Regions from separate parts of the Sus scrofa genome. Here region 1 is linked to region 2. Evidence: chromatin contacts called from public Hi-C data. All regions are on one chromosome and are shown on one strand. The core of a region is the stretch at or near the end of the contact, and the rest is flanking DNA. Distances in the headings are between cores, read along the strand shown.

The links. A called contact is a pair of places that touch in the nucleus more often than the background predicts.
Region 1: a Hi-C map of heart right ventricle shows a contact between it and region 2, with 1.9 times the contacts expected there. The contact joins the enhancer-like site here to the promoter of PRKACA in region 2. A contact is called at or near these places in 2 of 47 Hi-C or Micro-C datasets (embryonic fibroblasts and heart right ventricle) and 1 of 2 datasets of contacts at active chromatin or transcription factors (alveolar macrophages).

The regions. Positions count from the first base shown.
Region 1 is chr2:65,297,629-65,300,829 of Sscrofa11.1, forward strand. No RefSeq gene overlaps it. Among named protein-coding and RNA genes, the nearest start is that of MIR23A, 8.9 kb to the right of the region's middle. Within about 2 kb of position 1,858, at least 66 of the 83 cell types and tissues checked have an H3K27ac peak or open chromatin away from gene starts, as enhancers often do. A contact at or near this core is called in alveolar macrophages and embryonic fibroblasts, where this site is marked.
Region 2 is chr2:65,073,622-65,076,985 of Sscrofa11.1, forward strand. It overlaps PRKACA (cAMP-dependent protein kinase catalytic subunit alpha), which reads left to right and starts at 1,255. Exons shown (of 10, transcript XM_003123353.4): 1 at 1,255-1,516. The coding sequence starts at 1,471.

The DNA.
Region 1 (3,201 bases), core at 608-3,107, 220 kb after region 2:
AGAATGGATGGAAAGAGTAAGGCCGGAAGCTAGGCGATCAGGGAGACCAGACTGTTGGAGTGTTTTCAGGCTAGAAATGATGGTGGTTCAGAAATACAGTTAGTTGCCAGATTTAGCAAATAAAAATACAGGAGACCCAGTTAAATTTGATTTTCAGATCTAGAGCAAGTTAAAAAAATTTTCTTTTCCTTTAGTAAAATTATGTCCCAAATATTGCTTGGGACATACTGATACTAAATGATTCATTGTTTATCTGAAAATCAAATTTAACTGAGTGTTCTGTATTTTTTTTTTTTTCTTGCTTTTTAGGGCCGCACCCGCTGTATATGGAGGTTCCCAGGCTAGGAGTCTAATTGGAGCTACAGCTGCCAGCCACAGCCACAGCAACACAGGATCCGAGCTGTGTCTGTGACTCACACCACAGCTCACCACAACGCACGTGGGATCCACGGAGCTGAGTGAGGCCAAGGATCAAACCTTCAACCTCATGGTTCCTAGTCCTATTCATTTCAGCTGGCCATGAGGGCTACTCGGAATGTTCTGTATTTTTAACTGGCAGTACTTGAGGGTCTCCAGGATGTGTGTGTGGGGGGGGGGCTTGGGATGGGAAAATGATAATAGATAAAATGATGGAGCAAACATACTTTGAAGTGGCTACTACTATTATCTCTATTCTACAGATAGGTAAACTGAGACCCAGAGAGGGTTTTTTTGGTTTTGCTTTGTTTTGGTGTCTTGTTTATAGTTAGTGAGTGACAAACCCCCATTGGAACCTAGGCATGTTGGTTACAGTTCACTAGACATTAGAGCTGGCACCCCACTCCCTCCACGGCGGAACTTGGACGCCAGGGTTCCCTTGGTTTCTGGTGGCCCAGGTAAAGCCCTTCCTAATGCAGTAGATTCCCCAGCATCCCCCCTTGCAGCCTGGGATCTGTACCACCCCACTTGCGCCCCTCCTCCCAGGACACCGAGGCAGTGGGCGGGACGGGAGTCTGCCTGGGGGGGGGGCGGCGGCGGGAGGGGGTGCTCCTCTCCCAGGAGGCGGCTCGACCTCTCCCTCCTCCAAGCCGGGAGGATCCGCCGTCTGCTCCCGCCGGCAGGGGGAGGGGGAGGGTTATTTTTACCTCCCTCCAGGCAGCCGGGGCGACAGGAAGTGAGTGCGCGGCCCGCCAGATGTGGGGAGCCAGGCAGCTGGGAGCAGCCACAGCTGGACTGGCGGCCGGCCGGGGGCGGGGCGGGGGAGGCAGGGTGTGCAGAAGGAGGATCCCAGGCCTCAGGTCCCCCCTTTGTTCTCCGCCAACCCAGCCTCCCTTCTGAGGTCCCCCTCACCCCCATGGCTCCCCCAATCTCGGCGGTGGCCTCGCTGTCCCCCATCTGCGCACCAGGTCCCCTGTTGCTCACGAGCTCTCGGGGCCGGGCGTGGAGGGGACCAAGTTCCTCGCCCTGGGGACCCCCGGGTCCCAGCAGACTGAGGGGTGGGAGGGGGAGACTGCCCCTCGCCGGCCCCGCCTGCCACCGCCATTGTTTACCCGTCGGCTGCCTCCTAGGAAACTTAACCCGCCCGCGGTAATTTTATTTGGGAACTTCGGCCAGTTGCCATAGCAACCCCCAGTGACGTCAGAGGGGCTGGGGCCCGAAATCCCCGAGAAAAGGGGGAGATGGGATTGGGGGGAGACCCCCAGGAGGGCCCCTCCTTAACCCTGCGCCTGCCGGGTCCCGATCAGAGGGGAGAGGGCAGCCAGATGTGACACCTCTTGGGCGCCCCCATTCTGGCCCAGTGCCAAGTGAGGGTGGCCGGCCAGGCTCTGATGTCATCCGGTTCTGGGTGGGTGGTGAGTCAGTCCCCAGGTGGGGGCTGGGCCAGGCCTGGGGGCTATTCCTATCTGACTCACCCCACCAGTGCCCAGGAGCAACACCTGGACAGACCCTGCCCTGGGGATTTCAGGCACCTGACTGGGGGTCCCCACTGATCCCCTAGAACCTCTAGGTCCTTCTGAACGGTAGGTGGGTAGGCAAGGGCTTTCCTGGTGCTCCCAGCCCCAGTTTGGGGCAGTGAAATGAAAGAGTTAGTGGCAGTGAACTGGGGCTACCGCATAATGTCCTTTGCGGGATGTGGGGAGTGGCTGGTGCCCTCCCGAGGAGGCAGGTGGTGGGATCTCTGCTCAGTCCATAACACAGCATGTCACCAGGGTGATGGGAGGCAGGGGCCCTGACTGGCAAGGAAGAGCACAGCGCCAGCCGGGGGCTGGGCTGGGAGGAGCCACCCTAACCACAGTGACGTGGGACTTCCTCGGCAGGGCCTGTTTGATGTCTCTGTGTGCAGTGTTGCCATGGGGCCCGGCGGGCGCCCGGCCTATGAGCCCTGGTGACCTACAGGGCAACTGGGTCTGTCAGGGTCCCTTAACCTAGCTTCCCCACCCCAGGTCTGTGTGGTGATAAACCTGCTGTACCCACATGTACATGCTTATCCAGCCTCTACTCGGCCTCAGGCCCTGGGCCAGGACATTGCACATCTCATCTCAGAATCTCGTAATAGCTACACAAGGCACATTTTCAGGTCCATTTTACAGAGAAAGAAACCGAAGCTCAGAGGGGTGTGACCATTTAGCCAAAGACATCCAGCAAGAAGTTGGGGAGCAAAAATTTGAAACTCGGTTCTTCCATGCTGCTCCTTCCCCCCTCCATCGTATTGGTCTCCTTGATGCTTCTCAGATATTCCAGAAATGTCCTGCCTCAGGGCCTTTGCACTGGCCGTTCCCTCTCCACCTGGAACTCCTTCCTCCAGAAGAAGATGTGGCTTGGTTTCTCCTTCATCTCCTATAAGTCTATGTTCAAATGTCACCCCTTCCTCAGGGTAGCCTTTCTTGACCTGGCCCCTACCCCATTACCCCTCATCTCCTTGGCCTCTTTCTATTCTATTCCCACAACACGTACCACTCAACAAGCTCTATAGGCTATATATCTTTATAGCTGTTTACTGTGTGTATTTCCCCCATTGATGTGGGCCCCATGAGGGCTTTTTTTTTTCTGGCTTGTTCTCTGCTGCATCTCCAGTGTCCAGAACAGCACCTGGCACACAGCAGGCACTCGATGAACATTTGAAGAATGAACAAATGGGTGTGTGTGTGTGTGTGTGTGTGTGTGTGTGTGTATGGCCTGTGCCACTTGACCGCTTGGCCTGGCTTCACCCTGGCCCTGTCT
Region 2 (3,364 bases), core at 5-2,504:
CACACTGAACAGTGTCTAGAGGTGGCTTTTGTTGTCACAGCTGGTGGAGGAGAGGAAGGTTCTACTGACATCCAGGTGGCAGACTGGGGATGCTGCTAAACACCCTACAGGACCACTCCTCACTCCCACGCCAGCATAGACTGGTCCGGCCCTGAATGTCAGAAATGTGGCAGTGGGAAACTGTCCTCAGTATATTAAAAGGGCACCCTAAGGAAGGGGCAATTTTGCTACTCTGCTCCAGGAGGGGCCGTTCCTTTTGCATTGCCTAGACAGAGGGAATCCCCATCTTGGCTGTGCCCCATTCCTCATCTGTAAAATGGGAGTGATGATCATAGTGCCTACGTGATAGGAGTGTGGTACGAAATAACGTATTTAATGAGCGCTAGCTCACCACTGCCATGAGCCCAAGTTGGGGACCCAGTAAAAAAGGATGGCTAGTGAGCGCCCCCTCCCAACATCCCCTTGCTCCTGCAGCCCAGCATCCTCCAGAAGCTCAGGCTGTGGCTGAGAGAGACCCAAGAGGACCGCAGCCTGGCCCCGGGGCCTGCAGCTATCCTGCGCCAGGCCTTATGAATGACGACGGCCGGCGGCCGGGCGACCTATGACCCGCGGCGCCTGCTGCTCTCCTCCCCCGCTGGCAGGTGGACAGCGGCTGCGCCGGGGTTGCGGGGTGGGGTGGGGGGGGCGCGGCGCCAACCTCGGCTGGCCGGCAGCCGCTGCCGCACTGAGCGGGGGCGGGGGACTGCGGCGAATACGGGGCTGGGCGAGCGCCCGCCTGGACCGCCGCCTGGGGCTCCGAGCGCTGCGCGGCCGCCCGCCAGCCTCGGCCGCCCCGCCCGGCGGGTCCAGGCAACAGGATGAGCCTCCGCGCCCCCCCACCCGGTGGGTCGAGGCTCAGCCTGCCGCCCCGCCCGTCAGGTCCGGGCGGCGGGCTGAGCCTCCGCCCCGCCCTCTCACCTCGGGATTGACACTGAACGTTCGGCCGAGGGTTTGCCGGACAGCCAGCCTTGGCCAATTGACTGCCTCGCTGGGCGGGCCCCAGAGCCTGTCGGGAGGCTGGACCAATCAGACGCGTCGGCCCGCCCGGCTGAGGCCTCAGAAGCGCGCGAGTGGCCGGGCGTTCTAGGGGCGTGTCAGGGGCCGGGATCCTATGGCAGCACGGGAGGTTTGCGGAGGACCAATGGACTGCGGCGTAGCGCCGTCAGTCAGGGAGGCCTAGACCAATGAGCGGCAGGCTGCGGGGGCGTCACGGACAGCAGCAGCAGCGGACTTGGGCTGAGGTTCCCGGGCGGGCGGGCGCGGAGAGACGCGGGAAGCAGGGGCTGGGCGGGGGTCGCGGCGCCGCAGCCAGCGCAGCCAACCCCAGGGGCCGCCGCCGCCGCCGCCGCCCAGCGCGCTCCGGGGCCGCGGGCCGCCTCCAGCACCCGCCGCGCCGCAGCTCCGGGACCGGCCCCGGCCGCCGCCGCCGCGATGGGCAACGCCGCCGCCGCCAAGAAGGGCAGCGAGCAGGAGAGCGGTGAGTGCCCGGGCCGTGACCCCGATCGCGGCCCCGCGCTGCCAGCCCCCTCCCTGTCCATCACCGCTTGGCCCCTCCCCTTATCCCCCCCATTTCTCTCTGTTTACCCTACAGCGAACCCTTCCCCCTGTCTGTCCAAGGTTGGGGCCCAAGGCCCGCAGAAGACCCCGTAGGAGCCCCCTTGCCAAAGACCGTCCCCCTGTGCAAAGACCGTGCTCCCCCCCAGCTGTCACTGCCAACCATGGCACGTATAACCGCTGAGGCCCCACATGGGGCCCTGTCACTACCCCACTCTCTTCTTTCCTGGTACCTCTGCACAGATTCTAAATCTCCCCCCACTTCTTCACTCACCTCTTCCACACTCACCTCTTCTGCCAGTCTGGGAGTGCTGTGGGGTCTGCCTCCACCCTGCAGGGACCTTGGCCACTTGGTGACCACACCCCTCCCCCCTCCAGCCCCCGCCATCTTTCTCCTGCCCTTCCCCTCTTCACCTTATCACAGCCCCCTCCAACCCCACTTTGCCTTCCTTGAGCATTTCTCAGGGCCACCTCCAGAATTGTTTTTCCCTTCTGTGTCACTTGACATGGGGGACAGGATCTTTCTGGGTCTCTCTGCCCCTCTCTCATCCTGATACTCTCTGTCACTCTGCTCCTCTGCTTGTGCTCCCTCCTCCAAGCAAGCGTCTGTCCCTGGCTGGGGTAGCAGACTGTTTATGAACCTAGAGAACTGCTTCAGTGCTTCCAAAGCCAAGTTTGAGCTGATCTTGCTGGAAAATTCATTGCGTCGTTTTTCCTGGGTTGGGGGGTGGAGGTGTCAGCAGAGAGCCCCTTCCCATCTCTGGAAGGCTCTAGGCTCCTCAGAGGGCCCCTCAATAAATGGTTGTTTCACAACTGAGGCTTCGTCATTCACCCAGTCCCCCAGGCTTCTTGACCCGCTCCGGGCTTGGGATGAAGAGTGTCTGGCTTTAACAAGCCTCCTTCAGCTTGAGCTGGAATGGTGAGAAAGAGGACTCAAGGGATGGCAATTGGGAGGAGTAGTGGGTGACATCTAATGCCTCTCTGCCAAGGGACAAATAGATTCTGATCATTCCCAGGGTTCAACCAGAGAAGAGCCTATTTCTCCCTCAGCCCCCAAATAGTGGCCTTTTCCAGCCAGCCAGGGAAAGAGATTTTGGTATCTGGAAATGCCTTCAGAAATGGCCTTGAGCCCCTTCCTCAGTTCCTCCAGCTCTTAAATTGTCATCACTCCAGGCATAAAGCTGGACCTCAGCTAGGATCCCCTTCCAGTTACCCAGAAATAGTCAGAGCTTAAAAGGGAGGCCACATCCACATAGGTCCTTCCCATTTACTGGTCTCAACCCGCAGCGTCCGAGTTCCCCGAAGGCTCCCTCCCAGAAAGACCCAGGCATGAAAGCCAGGGAACTTGCTTCCCATCCGGATTCAAATGGCCAAATTTTAGAGTCACTGAGCAACCATGGAGAGGCCTGACAAGTCACCGAGGGGCGGGGAACGGGGAGGCAAGTGCCTGTAGCTGAGCGCTTGATGACAGAGGAGCAGGTGGGTAGTGACCAAAAAAGGTCTGGGCCTGTGCTTGGAGGGGACTAAGCAGAGGGGGAGGAGCCAGGCCCCCAGCAGGTGAGGCTGGCTGGGAGGTGGAAGGTGGAGGCAGGCAGCTGTGTATTTCAGAGGCTCAGTTGAAAGTTGGGGAGATGACATAGTCCTGAAAACTCTCAAGGCATATCAGACACATACAGTGGGGCCGGGGGTGGGGGTAGGGGTGGGGGGAAAGCCGCACAGGGAAAAGGATCCCCAAGAAACAGATCAGAGGCTCTGGAAGGAAGCGCTAATT